Linked DNA regions of Mus musculus: region 2 is linked to region 1. The links are chromatin contacts, called in public Hi-C maps. All regions are on one chromosome and are shown on one strand. Each heading gives the region's core, a stretch centred on a gene start, on an enhancer-like site or on the middle of the called end of the contact. The rest is flanking DNA. Distances are from core to core; before and after follow the strand shown. Region 1 has its middle 52 kb from the start of Gm32500. Region 2 overlaps Gria1 (glutamate receptor, ionotropic, AMPA1 (alpha 1)).

Evidence for each region. Hi-C and Micro-C count contacts between places; a contact is called where the count stands out from the background.
Region 2: a Hi-C map of embryonic fibroblasts shows a contact between it and region 1, with 1.9 times the contacts expected there. The contact joins two enhancer-like sites.

The regions. Positions count from the first base shown.
Region 1 is chr11:56,369,576-56,377,063 of GRCm38.p6, forward strand. No RefSeq gene overlaps it. Among named protein-coding and RNA genes, the nearest start is that of Gm32500, 52 kb to the right of the region's middle. Within about 2 kb of position 4,171, at least 28 of the 459 cell types and tissues checked have an H3K27ac peak or open chromatin away from gene starts, as enhancers often do. A contact at or near this core is called in embryonic fibroblasts, where this site is marked.
Region 2 is chr11:57,086,735-57,094,222 of GRCm38.p6, forward strand. All of the region lies in intron 2 of Gria1 (glutamate receptor, ionotropic, AMPA1 (alpha 1)), which reads left to right. Among named protein-coding and RNA genes, the nearest start is that of Gria1, 79 kb to the left of the region's middle. Within about 2 kb of position 4,762, at least 43 of the 459 cell types and tissues checked have an H3K27ac peak or open chromatin away from gene starts, as enhancers often do. A contact at or near this core is called in embryonic fibroblasts, where this site is marked.

The sequences.
Region 1 (7,488 bases), core at 2,921-5,420:
TGAAGGGGTTTGCAGCCCTATAGGTGGAACAACAATATGAACTAATCAGTACCCCCAGAGCTCGTGTCTCTAGCTGCATATGTAGCAGAAGATGGTCTAGTCGGCCATCACTGGGAAGAGAGGCCCCTTGGTCTAGCAAACTTTATATGCCCCAATACAGGGGAATGCCAGGGCATTCCCCTGTAGAAGTGGGAGTGAGTGAGTAGGGGAACAGGGCGGGGGAAGGGTATAGGGGATTTTTGGAATAGCATTTGAAATGCAAATGAAGAAAATACCTAATAAAAAATTTTTAAAAGCAAACTGAATTCATAGCTTTAAAACTTGTCATAAAGGAATATCAAAGCCCAGATGATTTTGCTAAAAAAATTTATGAAGTGTTACAAAGATCTACCTTCAGTTTTACATGATTTCTTCATAGTAATGAATAGAAAGGGATATTTTATAATTCCTTGTGAGTTTATTATCCCTTTGATAGCAAATCTAAGGCAGTACAAAGAAATAAAGCTGTAAACCAGCATCTTTCATGAATAGACCTGTAAAAGCTAGTAACAGAATTAGCCGAAGAATTAAGCAATTTATGAAAAGAATTATACATCATCACCAATGGACTCTATTACTTAGATGAAAGACTTGCCAATGTAACACACTACAAAATATTCAGGAATGTCAGACAGAGATTCCAAAAGAATATCCAAAAAATAGGGATGGAGAGATGGTTCAGTGCGTAATAAAGTACTTACCACACAAGCTTGAGGATCTGAGTTCAAATCCTCAGACCTACATAAGGCTGGGAATAGTGGCACACATCTGTAGTCACTCCTAGAGGAAGATGAAGGCAGAGGCAGGAGAATTTCTGGAGGGCCATGGCCAGCTAGACTGCTATATGCATGGGAAAAGACAGAGTCTGTCTCAAACTAGGTGAGAGTGAGGACTTACACCCAAGTTTGTCCTCTCATATTCTCCATGCCACATACCACACACACACATACACACACACACACACACACACACACACACACACACACACACACACACACACACATTACATATTGAAAGGTCAAAAGAATCTCTACCAAACAAAGAAAAGAAAACCCAAGTGACTAATCAAAGATTAAACACTTCTTCTCCACACTCAAGACCAAGGCAGGGCTGCTTACTCTCTTGCTCTTACCACTCCATCAATGCAGTACCACAAACCATTCAAGACAAAGAATAAAGCTGTTAGAAAATAGGAAATAAAACTATATCTAAAACCAGTTCTAAAAAAATAAGGTATAGCATATAAGATATATACAGAAAAGCCGATTCATTGCCTATATATAAGGAATGAGAAAGTGGACACAAAATCAAAAACATAACAATTTAGAGTAAGTCATTACCAATGAGATACATATGCATCTGATGAAACATACATGACTTGGATGCTGAAATCCAGACTGTCATTGAACGAAATTAAAGCATAAATTGCTCATGCATTAGAGGACCTGATATAGTAACAAACCACATTTTCCTCTCAATTATTGTGTGGGTTGGATATAATTACTGTCAGAATTCCAGCAAGGTTCTCTATAGAATAGGCATTTTTAATATATACTGTAAACGGAAATGCAAAGGATGTAGAAGTAACATACTTGAAAATAAATATGGGACAAAAGTCTGTTTGTTTGGATTTAAAGGCTAAATATTTAGCCTTGGTAATCAAGACTGTATAGAGTCCAGGAAGGTGTAGACTTACAGACAAATAGGGGAATAAAGAACACAGAAAAATGCAAAAAAATAAAAATAAAAAGTCTGGGAACACTGCAAAACAATCTGGTAGAAATCAGAAACATCTTAGCAAAGGATGATGGAATAATTAGGCTTGTAAAGACAAAGAAAGACAGAGAGAAGAGACAGGAAAAAAAAGAAAGAGAAGGAAATAGTGGGATAAAGAAACAAGGAGGAAAAAAGACAAAAGACAATGAAAGGACAAAAAAGATATAATTTAACTACTTAAAAACATAATTCAATGCAAAATTGACTGTACCCTAGCCATGAAGCTACTATTGTAGTCTTCTTACTAAATAGACATGTTACAAGCTGTCTTCTATATAATTGTGATATACCCGTATGTTATTTCTGCTTTTAACTGTAGTTAAGGAATCTTCCCTCTGCAGTGGTCAGCAGTTAGTGAAAAGAGTCATAACTGGTCAAAGTCCTGAGCATAGTGACTGTTGGCAGATCAACACTAAATGAGTTGTCTTTATTGGTCTTTCCTTAAAGCTCAGGGAACAACATGGAAGTGGGGAGGGAACAAAGTAAGGGTCATGGAACAGAAAGGAGTGCTGTGTCATGCTGTCTTCTGTCATGGTGTGGCTATTGCAGTCCTAAACTCACTGAATTTGTGGTTACCTTCTATAGAAGATCATGCCAACAACATCAGTTAACACACCAGAGATTTAGTGCCAACTGGACCATGTAGATTATAAATGAAAAGGGTGGGTGCATGAAAGGGGCACAGAATGTGTTGGGGATGCTAGGGAAAAAGGGAGAAGGGGGAGAATTAAGACACGTGTAAACAAGTATACATTTGTCAAAGAAAAAAATAAAGATATTCTATCTAAAATGCACCATGCTATGGGAGAGGGAGATATCTGCTAGGAAGGGGATATAGGAAGGGGATGTAGAGTGTTGTAAAGGAAGAGAGGGAAGAAGGGAATAGTTAAGATTAAAGGTGGTGAAGGATGGGAGGGAATGTAAAGATGGAAAATGGTGAGGAATAAATAACAGAGGCACCTTTTTCCTGATTTTTTTTATTAAGTTTCTTATTTATTTTGCATCCCAATCACAGCTTCCCCTCCCTCCTCCTCCCAGTCCCTCCCTCTCCCCTTGTCTTGACTTCACCCACTCCTCTTCTCCTCCTCAAAAAAGGGAGTGGGGCTTCCATGGATATAGACCAACCTTGGCATATCAAGTTGCAATAAGACTAGGCACATCTTTTTCTACTGAGGCTAGGCAAAGCAGTGATGGAAACTGTTGCAGAGACCAACAGCCAAACATTAAGAAGAGCTAGAAAAACCTACCAAGGACACTACAAGAAAACCTACAGAATTAACTAATCTGAGCCCATAGGGGCTCATAGAGTCTGAACTGCCAATCAGAGAACATGCATAGGACAGAGCTAGATGCTTTGCATATATGTAACAAAGGCACTTGGAAAAGACCATATTGAAACCCACAACTGTAGAAGCTTTCTAAAATATTCACATCCACATGGATAAGAAGAGTTTAAATGGAATTACTCTAAAATGGAGTGACAATACTCCAAATAGACACCGTATTCTATCAATAAAATCACTAGTACAGGAAAGGGCTACATCCTTTTGAATTGTTGGTCAGTGGGGTCCCATAGATCCTCTAAACAGTACAGACTATTGCCAATGCTCTCAATTAACTCCAGAAATTGTGGGCAAGATGCTATTGCTGAAGACACCACATACATGACTTCTATGATATGGAGAACTCTAGATAGCAGTCAACTGGAAGAGTCAACCCTGCTGGCCAGTGTTCATGGTTTTAGAATGTTGTGCCCACTACTGAAGAAGAAAAATAAACTTTCATCTCACCTAACTATGAACACTGCTAGTGGCAATAACAATTTGCCTGGCATGATGCAATAAAAGTTTAAATGGTACAGGGGTAAAAAAAATACAAAAAAACCCCAAAACACTCTCTGATTTAATTTAAGGACTGTTCCATGAGATAAAACCCAGCCATGACATTGTCAGCAAGTCCAAAACCTACTATTAGGTAAGTCATGGGATCTAGGAGAAAACATTCTGCTAAATGGACAAAAGATTAAAATTACTCCTAGTAACTTATCACTGTATTATACATTAGTACATAACTCAACCCTTTCAGAGGAGCTTCTTGTTGAAATAGATGGAAGTAAACAGAAACCTACAACTGGTCAATGTGCAGAGAACAGGAGGCTTTGAAATGCTTCACCTTGTTTTTGAGACACAAGCTTTCACTTTTACAGAAATAGCACAATACTAGGCTCTCTGGTGGGAGACCCCTGGGGATTCCTACCCCTCCCCAGCTACCCAGCACAGGGATTCCAAGCCTGTACCTCACCAGGCTTATTCGTGTGTACTCTGGATACCGAAATCAGGTTCTTGTGTTTGCATGGTAACCACTTTAAGCTGATGAAACATTACTTCCATGTGTCCAGCCCAATAACCTAGTTTTCTGCACAGCATGAATCATCCTTTGAAATTATTTTGCTTGCTTATCTTTCGTAAATCCATCATCTCTGTCCCTTTCAGAGAAGAAGCGTCATTCTTTCTATTTCTCCACAATTATGTTCACATTGCCAGTAATTTTCCAATGCTAGGGGAAAAAAATAACAAGATGAAGAGATGGATTAGAAAAGAGACAGAGAGTTACAGACAGGCAGTTTGCAAGGGAGTTAATCTAGCTTAACTGGTTGAGTTAGAGAACACCCAGGGCCTGTTTGAGCTCCGCTGTTCTGACAGCATGCATGAGAGAGTTACATAAAGGAGCAAGCAGGTGAGATCAGTTTCTACCTTTGCAGAGCTTAAGATCCAAGGAGAAGATCACTATATGCCAATCTATCATTCCACTAATAGAAGAACTGCAAATAGGTTTATTCAAAGAATGGGGCTGTAATCTTCTAGGTGAATCTCTAGCAAGACTTGACTTTCTTGGGGAGAAAGGGAAGGCTTTACAGAGAAAGTGGCATTCCTTAGAGGACCTGAAGGCTGGTATGATGAGGATGAATACAGAGTAGAAGTGGTAGTATTGTAGAAGGAGGAACAGCATCAGAGAAATGAGGTGAACTATCTCTAGCTATGACACCCATGAAGTGTGTTGGCCCCGTGAAGCCTCAGCATCTTGCCAGGACCCCTGGCCACATGAGGGAGCTGACATCAAGATTATCATACTCGATGCTGGATTCATTACCCCTCACAGAGTAAACACTGAATGACTCATGAAATTTTATCTGCCCACAGAAGACTTTTAATGTGCGTGTTTTACGACACTAATATTAGTGAGTCAGCCAGTGGACAGCCTTTAACATCAGTCTCGTCCCTCCGTTCTTTTAATGCAGTGTGGGGAGTCAGCAGGTTTGGCTTTGTTTCTTTGCTACTCTCAGAATTTTTCATTTGTCTGTGAAAGCATTTCCTGTTTGCTTTGTTCCTTTTCCATCAATTCACTGGGGCATACTTTAACTCTTGCTCCAGTGAAGTGGTCATAGTGAAGTCAGCAGACATGAATATGGGATACTAGCTTTCAGAAAACAGAAGGCTGATGCTGCTGAACAGTCTTCTCTTTACCAGCCTACAACAAGCATCCCTCTGCAGCTCTACAAATGAACAATGCTGGTCCAACCAGTATGTGTTGGATCGGTTATTCTCCATGCCTAGTTGGCTTCTCTTTCCACAGACCTGTCTTTAAAATCTACTTAAATTTCATCTGCTTTGGGAAATCATACACCTCTTAGGATTATTTTGATCACAAATGACAGGAACTCTGCATTCTAAGTAGCTTATATTTAAAGAGGAATTTCATGGTCTTGTGTGGCTGATTAGTCCTAGAGGATCTTGGTTTTGAGGGTAACTGTGTTAAGGACACACCAATGTCACCAAACCCAGGTCTGGGTGGGGTAATTTGTTTATTTCTTCTTTATTTGGTTTCCGCTTCTGTACAAATTCCATTCCCTATAAACTTCTGAGCTCACATCATCTGGGGACAGATGTACAACCGCTCATAAATTCTTGGAGAGGGTTAGGTACATTCTCTTGGCATGCTTTACATATCATGGCTAGCATTGGACTTCATTCCGTCCTCAGAGAATGCAAGGCTCTGATTCAGGAGACCAAGGTTACACGAAAACCCTGCTGTAGAATGTTTATGGATATTTCTTCACATCAGATATTCTGTCCCTATTTCCCTTTGTTGCTGTTGATTTATTTTTGTTTTAGAGACATAATTTTACACTATAGCTTGGGGTGGCCACAAACTCCAAACTCAAACTCACAGCAATCCTTCTGCTTCTATCACTTGAGTGTTTGGATGATGTTGGACTCTGGCTCTGCATTATAGCCCTAGATATACTTAGAACACAGTACCTTCTATCTGGCTAGAACTTCATTCTTACAGATGAGACAGAGTTGGGAATAAGAGTGTGATGTTAGGGATGACAGGCTGTGACAAGTCTCCATGTAAAGATGTCAGTCAGTAAGCATGAATTTTGTAGCACACTCCTCCTCTCCATGTAGAACACAGGGCACAGGAAATTATAGTTTAATTAAGTGAGCTCTAACCTATATCCAAGAAACTGAGTAGCAGTTTGTCAAGCAAAAATATAAAGAAAATAACATTACTAATTCATTTCTATATGCAGGAAGGTTTGTGAACATTTTACTTTCCACACAGGGATTAATTCATGTCTTTTCACTATTGAAAGGCACAGACTGCTATAAGAGTGTTCAGTAGAGTCTCTGAGGCAATGGTTCTCAACCTTCCTAAAGCCGCGGCCCTTTAATGTAGTTCCCCATGTTTTGGTGACCCCCCAACCATAAAATTCTTTTTGATGTTATTTCATAACTGTAATTTTGCTACAGTTATGAACTGTAATGTAAGTGTGTGTATTTTCCAATGGTTTAGGCAATCCTGTGAAAGGGTCATTTGACCCCCAAAAGGGGTCATGACATATAGTTTGTGAATCACTTCTCTAGAACATCAAGAGATGTTTATGAGAACTTAAGCTTGAATCATGACTTTAAAGCTATATCCGGATTAATGGAGTAGATAGGCTGAGAATATTCCAGAAAGAGAACATGGGGTGGGCTAAGAAATAAGAAAGCATGGCCTATTTGAGGACATTGCAGAAGAACACCAGAGTGGAGTGTGAAGAAACAGCCTGACCCACGGACAAGTACTTGTGATGGTGTGTCCAGATAGGGTTCATTGAGTGTGTTGAGTCTGTATACATGTGAGTTGTACCATCCTAGGAGCTGGAGTCTGGACTGGATAAGGAGAGAAAAGGAGAAGCCCGGTGAGAATCTGTACTCATCTCTTCTGCCTGACCCATACCCTGGGCCTCAAGATCCTGCCTCCATGCCCCAGCTTCATGCCTGACTGAATCCTTACTCACTGCAAACTGACATAAACCTCTATTTCCATGATGGCCTTTCCTGAAGCATATCTGATCACTGAGAGCAGGTTGGGAACTAATAGACACAGCATGGAACAAAACCACAGAGACCTTAGTTAACCTTGGATTTAAGATAAGCTCCAGGGCTTGGTAAAGCTTCTGTATTAAGTTTGATTTTCATCTTTACTAACAGGAAATATTTTGGAGCATGAAAAAGGCACCATTAAGGTCTCACTACTTATCAGAAAAGATGCTTGTAAAGAGACCGGTTGAAGACCCATTGTGTAGATCTGCTGATATTGTTGTGTCATAAAAGTAGAGCAGAG
Region 2 (7,488 bases), core at 3,512-6,011, 720 kb after region 1:
CATTTAGCACATGCAAGGTCCCTAGTTCTAGATCAAGCATGGCAAGGAAACAAAACAAAAGCCTCTTAACAGATATTAGTATACACAGAAATCACCAGCTGCCTCAACATGTCCTCATACCAAGACCAGTCTAGTGCCAACTTAAGGAAGGATGTCTAGGATCCACTGGCGTTTCTTTCTTAATTCCTTAGATTGTTTGTGCAGGTACATTTAGAGCTGGGGCCTTAACAAAAACTCCTCAGATTTTCTTGTGCCTACAGATCATGTGGGCATCTTCATGAGGTGCAGATTCTGATTTAGTGGGTGAGCAATGGGGTTTCTTACATATCTCATGCTATTGGTCTCCTAGTTTCCTTAGCAAAGTCAGAGAGCTTCTGGCCATGTCTGATTCACTGGCTTCAAGGACTGCCGGGGTGGGGGGAATGTGACCTCCCGTGTCTGTGAGGGTTTCAGTTCAACCTCCTATGTTCTGCCTATAAGTGCCAGGTACCACCCACCTTATCATTTGAGATAGGATCTCTCACTAGTCTGGGCCTTACCAACTAGGCTACTCAGTATGCCCAGTGAGATCCAGGCAATATAGCTTGTCTGTGCTTCCCTGGAGCTAGGATCACAAGGGCATGCCACCATGCCTGGCTTTTTAAAAATGCGATGGCTGGGGATTGATGCTGCATGTATGATAAGCACTGCTGACTGAGCTGTCTCTCCAGTCCTAGTATTTACTTAAAAAAAAAACAAACAAATGATATCAATGATATTTCTATAAGAAAGTGGTGAGGTAGTAACCCCTCCCTCACGTACTCGCTTGTCCATGAAACATCACAGCTGTTAGAAAGGATTAGTTCTTCAGCAAACAGTGCATCATTTCACCTGGTGGCACCCAAGGGACTCTCTCTTTGTGTGTTGTGGTAGGTAGAGTGTAGATTGGAAAGTAGATCTTTATGCATCCTCCTCCAGTGATGGCTTAAGACCACGTAACTATGAAATAGAGAAGCCAATACACTGGGAGAAAGAACTCAATCTGTCTATATAAGTGGTGGGCAACCCTGAGAGGGCTGTTGTTTGCTTCAGTCCTGAGTCATGATGCAGCCTCTTTGCAGGTGAAATGGAGGAGCCAGCCAGGCCTAACTGCCCAGTTATATGAGTGGAGTGAGGCGGCAACTCTCTCAATGATTTTTTAATTTGAGGCCTGAAGTTGGAGAGACAATGAAGAAACATTTCCTGGGTTGGAAATTTCCCTTCAGGCTGGCCATTTCTCTGATCTAAAAGGCTGAGTATGGTGAGTTCCTTCTCCTAGGTTCCCATTCCTTAAAGGGATAGAGTGGAGGGATTCCCCAAGACTCTGGTTGACGTCCATTCCTAGGCTGTATGCCCGTGGATTCTGATCTAGAGTGAGGCCTAGGGAGTAGCAATCAGGAACAACAACAAAATCGTCCCGGTGATTCTGACATCACTGTAAAGAGGTGACATATGTACTTAAACGCCCTTGTCTGTCTGTCTTGTTCATTTTCTCATGAAGCAAATGCTGCAGCCTAAGAACTGGCTAAAGCAGGAATCTACAGCAGATTTCTGTCATGTGTCTAAGGAGACACCCGTGTGTTTCATTGTGAATGAGGTCACTGAGGCTGTGACACCCAGGAATGTTCCCTTATTTAGTGGCAAATCCATTTCTCACCACAGGGCAACAACAAATGCTTTCTTTTTCTTCTGTTTTATTTCATTTTCTTAGGTGTATGGGAGAGAGAGCATATATACAGTAATGCGCACATGAGTGCAGGTGCTCCAAGATGGCAGAGGCATCAGATTCCCTGGAACTGGAATTACAGGTGGCAGCATGAGGAGCCACTTTGACATAGGTGTTAGAAATTGAACTTGGGTCCTCTGCAAGAGCACTATGTGTTCTTGACTCCAGAGCCATCTCACCACCACTATGGGTTGCTGTGGATAACGTGGAAAGGGGTAGAATGGGGGCAACACTTTGCTGTTTTTAACCATTGAGGGAATCTCACTGCAACTGTGATGAGTGACTTGAAAAACTGAAGCAATGTTGGGCGGACATGGATCTCAGAACTTCCTTTCAGGAGGATGGGGCAGGAAGATCACCCATTCTAGGCCAGCCTGGGTTACACGGTGATGTTCTGCCTCAGGAATAAAGAAACAAAAAGAGCAATTACAAAATAAGGAAACATTGAATAAACGCTTGGATTATCACAAAATCCCATTCTGCTGCTGCGACCTGGGTTCGAAAAAACCAAGGGATATCCCTGATGAGTGCCATTAAACACACACAGCAAACTCACTGTCTGTGGGGCTGAGGAGATAGCATGCATTCAGGAAAGAGCCTGCCAGGCAAGAAAGACCTGTCACCTACGAATGAGCACCTGAGTCCAGTTCCCAGCACCCAGACAAAAGCCATATGAGATTGAGAATGTGGATGGTCCTTGCTCTGGGTAGGCAAAGACGAGGGCGGTCCCTGGGCTTCATTTGCCAGAAAACCTGACCAAATCAGTGAGTTCCAGAATAGTGAGAGACAATAGCTCAATAATAAATAAATAAATAAATAGAAAAATAAATAAATAAATAAATAAATGAAAATGTAGGCGGTGCCCGAGTAACTGCTCCCAAGGATGACCTCTTGTTTGCTTGTTCCCATGCCACCTGTGCCGCTTAGCCCTGCCATGTGCCCCAATGGAAAATTCTATGGCCTGTGCTGAAGAGAAATCTGAGACTAATTAGTTTTGAAAATTTGTACTATTAATGTGATAATTACACACTTCTGTATAAACCCCACACTATGTCTCATCATTTTTTAATGTTTACATTTTGACGAGGTCGGTGCTGTTGCTCTCTGGAAATTATTGTGCTTTATTGTTCTCCTGCCCTTCCCTAGAGCCCGCAGGAATCACCCCATATCATAGTTCTTTTCTCTGGACACAGGCTATCACAATGCCAGGGCCAGGCAGGCACTGCTGGACACGAGCCTGTTGCCATGGGAAGCTCAGGGCAGAATGCAGTTGATTGGTCTCAGTATGGAGGTAAGCTTAGAAACTGGCAGGCTAGAATGTCAGCCAGCCTGGTGGACTGCTAAAGGAAACTTGGGTGTACAAATCTTTCAAGCAAGGCACAAACTGAATGTTAAAATGGGCACCATGATGTTGACGTTTAAATGTTGCCATTTAAAGCAGCAGGCATAGCCATTAACTTACAGACTCCAGAGTGAGGACACACGTTATTCTGTCTAACTCTCACATCAACCAAAAGACTGTTGTGCTGTTGGTGGCCCAGAATTTCAGACGGATATACCACAAGGCTTAAAATTCTCTATGATTAAACATGGTGACATGATTCATATATGACCCCCAGACTGAGCTGGCCTTGTTTACTGTATGGTGTGGGAACCAACTTCTAGAATTTCAGCTATTTACCGTCTGGGCCACCAATGGCACAACTCAAGAGAGGATGTACTGAGTGTGACACACATGGTTCCTTGAAAGACCCTTCTTGGTTACAGTATGGTAAATCCACACATGTGGCTCTCAGCTTTTAGGCCAGTACTCCAGTAAGAGCAAAAACTCAGCATCCTCTGATATCTATGTGGTCTTTGGGGAATATACTATAGGGCCAAAGGCTTGAGTTGACCTCCCAGCACTCCGAAGTTGCTGAGACTCTAGTTTTCTTCTTAGCAGCATGGACATCCTCAGCTCCTAGGCCAGTATCTAGGAGGCAGGAGGCGTGGGCAGCTACCATGTGTGACTAGAATTGCCATCATCAAATAGTGGGACAAAATTTATGTCCTTGATCTTGTGTGTATCTTGTGTGTGTGTGTGTGTGTGTGTGTGTGTGTGTGTGTGTGTGTGTGTGTGTGTGCCTGTCCGGGTCAGGGGGCAGCTGCCAATGTCATTCCTTAATCAGCATTCTTTTTAGATAAAGTTGGCTTCTTGGTCCTACTCACTCTTAGGGCTGGCTGCTCGTGTGGTTTCTTGGTAACCTGTTCAATAGGTGTGCCTGGGAGGCTGTTTATGAAAATGTGGCAACTACACACTGGCCCCAACCTGGTTTTGTTATCAGCAGCTCCCCAAATTGAAGGTGAAAGGTCACTTCTACCTTCCTACTTTAAAAGAACCAATGGCTTGTTAATATTTAGGAGCTAGAGAACCCAAAGCTTGGCAAGAGCTATGAGGCTTTGCTTAGTCAGGGCTCACTACTCTGCTTCCTCCTAGCCCTGCCTAGCACTCCAACCTACCCACCTCTTGTTTCTTAGATTGGTTTTCTTTTCTCTTTTTTAAAAACTGTTTTTAAAACATAGTCCTTTATAACACAGGCTGGCCTCAATATCTCTGACTATGACCTTGAGCTGATGATCTTGCTACCACCCCCCAGTGCTGGAATTCCAGGTACCCACCACCATATCAGGCTACCACTCATCTCTCTTTTTAATTCTTCCTCTTAATCTTCTCTCCCTGTTGTCTCTCTCCCCTGAGTTATATTCTGCAGGCCTTAACTTTGTGCAAAATACTGCAACTCCCAAGCAGGGCTGTCCCCAGAGGACTTGAATTAATTGTTCTGGGTCAGTGTCCTCCAGGCTCTCAAGGCAGCTCTGGCCCCGTAGACAATGCATAACCCATCCTCCCCCTTAGGTGATATAATGGAAGAGCATTTGTTTTGGATCGCATGAGCTCTTGAGTCATGACTGACTCACAAAGCAGTGAGCAGGAGGGCATGAGGGCATATGCTCATTCTCTTGCTATGTCTCCTCCTTGCCAGACCAGCCCTATGGATGGATGTGGGTTCAGTCCACACAATAGGGTCCTAACAATCAGTGAGCTTTACCCAACACTGGGGAACCACATTGCTGTGTGTATCATGCAGCTCATTCCCCCAAAACCTTCATGCAAGAGAGATTACCAAGAATGCCATTTACAGAGGAAACCCAGGCACAGAGAGTTAAGTGCTCAAGTTTGCATTGTGTGCAATGGTCAAAGCTGGAGAAATTCCAAGGCAGTTTGACTCTGGAGTCTGTGCTACTGACCACTTCCTGCCCTCCTGCCTGCCAGTCCTCCGTGTCACAAGAGCCCTGCTGGGTGGTTTCAGTTGAAACCTCACAGTGGCTTTCACTGTTGATAGAGTTCTTTGTCCTGTGCAATGGACTTTGATTTCTAAATTGTGCTTTCCTTCTAGATCATTCCGCAGGCAGTCATCAGTACACACCCAAGACTAAGTGCAAGGTAGCTAGGGGAGCTGGTTGGATGCGGGTCCTCTATTCCACACAGCAGGGGTTTCCAATGACCTGCCCTCAAGAAAATGCAATGTTTCTAGAAGGTTCCATAGAGCTTCTCCACCTTTGGTTATGAGATTCTCCAACATTGTAAGAGGGATTATATCCAATATGGACTCATTGGATCCAGAGGCAAGAAACAGATTCAGGAACACCCCCCTGCTCAGTTGTTGAGGGAACCACACGAAGTCAGAGCTGCACATCTGCTACACATGTATAGGGAGTGGAAGTTTCATAACATAAAAAGCTTTGCATAGATTTAAGGATGGGAGGGGGTGCATAGAAATAGAAACATGGGAAATAAGAGCACACACCCAAATGTGGACATAGTCTTCTCAAGGGAGAGTCACGATGTGTAGTTTTTAGTGATTTCTGGGTTCCATCTCAAAGAGTCCTCGTCTTTGCTTGTTCAGCAAATGAGACCATTGGGTGGTTCCTGGGAGGGTAGGCTAAAGCCTTGGCCATTTCAGTTGTAGAGGACGGGAAGATGATTTTACAGTAAATGAAACTTTACTCTTGTTTGTTAGATTCCCAAACAAGCACCAGGACTAGGAGGAAGCCCAGGTTGTATGTGCTTGAGCCTAAGTATGGTCCATGCTATTTTAACGGCCCTGCTTGGAAACTCCTTATGAAGTGAATATTGCCTCTTAAGTTATTGTGTGGAGATTCTTGATTCTCGGCAGGTGATAGGCTTCAGACTCCTTTCCCTTTCCCATGCCTGCCTAATTGCCCAGCCTTTCTGTGCTGCCTCAGGCCTTCCCCAGCAGAGTGGAAAAGGTACATTATGCTGTCAATTCCAACCTTCAAGTGACATATTTATCTTTTTATTAGCTACTTTTCTGTTGCTGTGATAAAACATCATGACCAAAGCACCATATGGAAGAAAGGTTTATTTGGGCTTATGGTTCCAAAGAGTAAGAGTCCATCATGGTGGAAAAGGCTTGGCAGCAAGTGGCAGGCATGGGGGCAGGAGCAGAAAACTGCGGACGCACATCCTCAACACAAAGCATAGAGAGCAGACTGGAAGTATGAACTCTCAGAGTGATGTACTTCCTCTAGCAAGCCCAACCTTCCCCCCAAACATTCCCCCAACACTGCCACTGGCCAGGAACCATAAAATGGCCTGCGCTGATGAGAGAAAGTTCTCATTCAAACCACTATCCTTGCTCTCACAGATTTCTCCATGACACATAGGACATTCCTAGAGATGCGAAAGTCTTTTGGAGATACCCACCTGGATTTGCCAACCATGGGAAGAAGGAACCAATATTCTGAGATGTCAGGTCATGGTCCCGGAGCAGCTCATCTGCTTGTGGGTCATGAGACTACCATCTCTGTGACATCTCTGTACATGCCACCTGGCTTGGCTCAAAGCTTTATGTCTGTCGTCTCACACAATCACCGCAAACATAGTCTCATCCATAGAGCACCGAATCAACGGCTTGACCTGGATGGTGAGGCTGGCAGTAATACAGTCTGGATTATATCATCTAACGTCTGTGCCTCTAAAGCCCAGGAGCATTTGCTTGCAGGTGCTTTCCTGGCAGTCTAGACCATCCATGTAATTGCCAGCCACTGCTTGGGAACTCAAGTTCATTACTTAACCTTATTAAGTTCTCGTTTCCTCTGTGAAATGGGATAAAAACTATTACCTTGGCTTAAAGCAATTTCAAAAATTGAAAAGTGAATTAAAGCGTTTGTCTTGATGCCTCACATGCTCTAAATCTTGGTATAGGCAGCTGTTGTTAGGCTTTTATTTTGGTTTGCTTTGGGAGATAAAAATCTTTGTATGTATGTTGGTCTGGCAACTAACTAGTGATCCTCTTGCCTCACTCAGCCCATGAGTGCTGGATCTTACCAGCTTGTGCCAGCCATTGTGTCTGAGCAACTGCTGTTACCCTTGTTATCCATACACCCACCATTGTTAAGGTCAATAGAGAGGTGTTTGCACAGTGGTTCAAAAGAGATGCAGTCAAGAGGGCTAAAGGGATGGCATAGTGATTAATAGCTTGTATGCTCTTGCAGAGGACCCAAGTTTGATTCCCAGAACCCATGTCACAAATGTCTGGAACTCCAGATCCAAGAAGTAGGAGGATGAAATGAAGCCTTCACATTTGACTTTTTACTTCAAAAGGAATGTGTATACGTAGGGCTTTTGAATCAAAGGACTATTTTACCATTGGAAACAGTCAAGCAAAGACACAGGCAGGTGT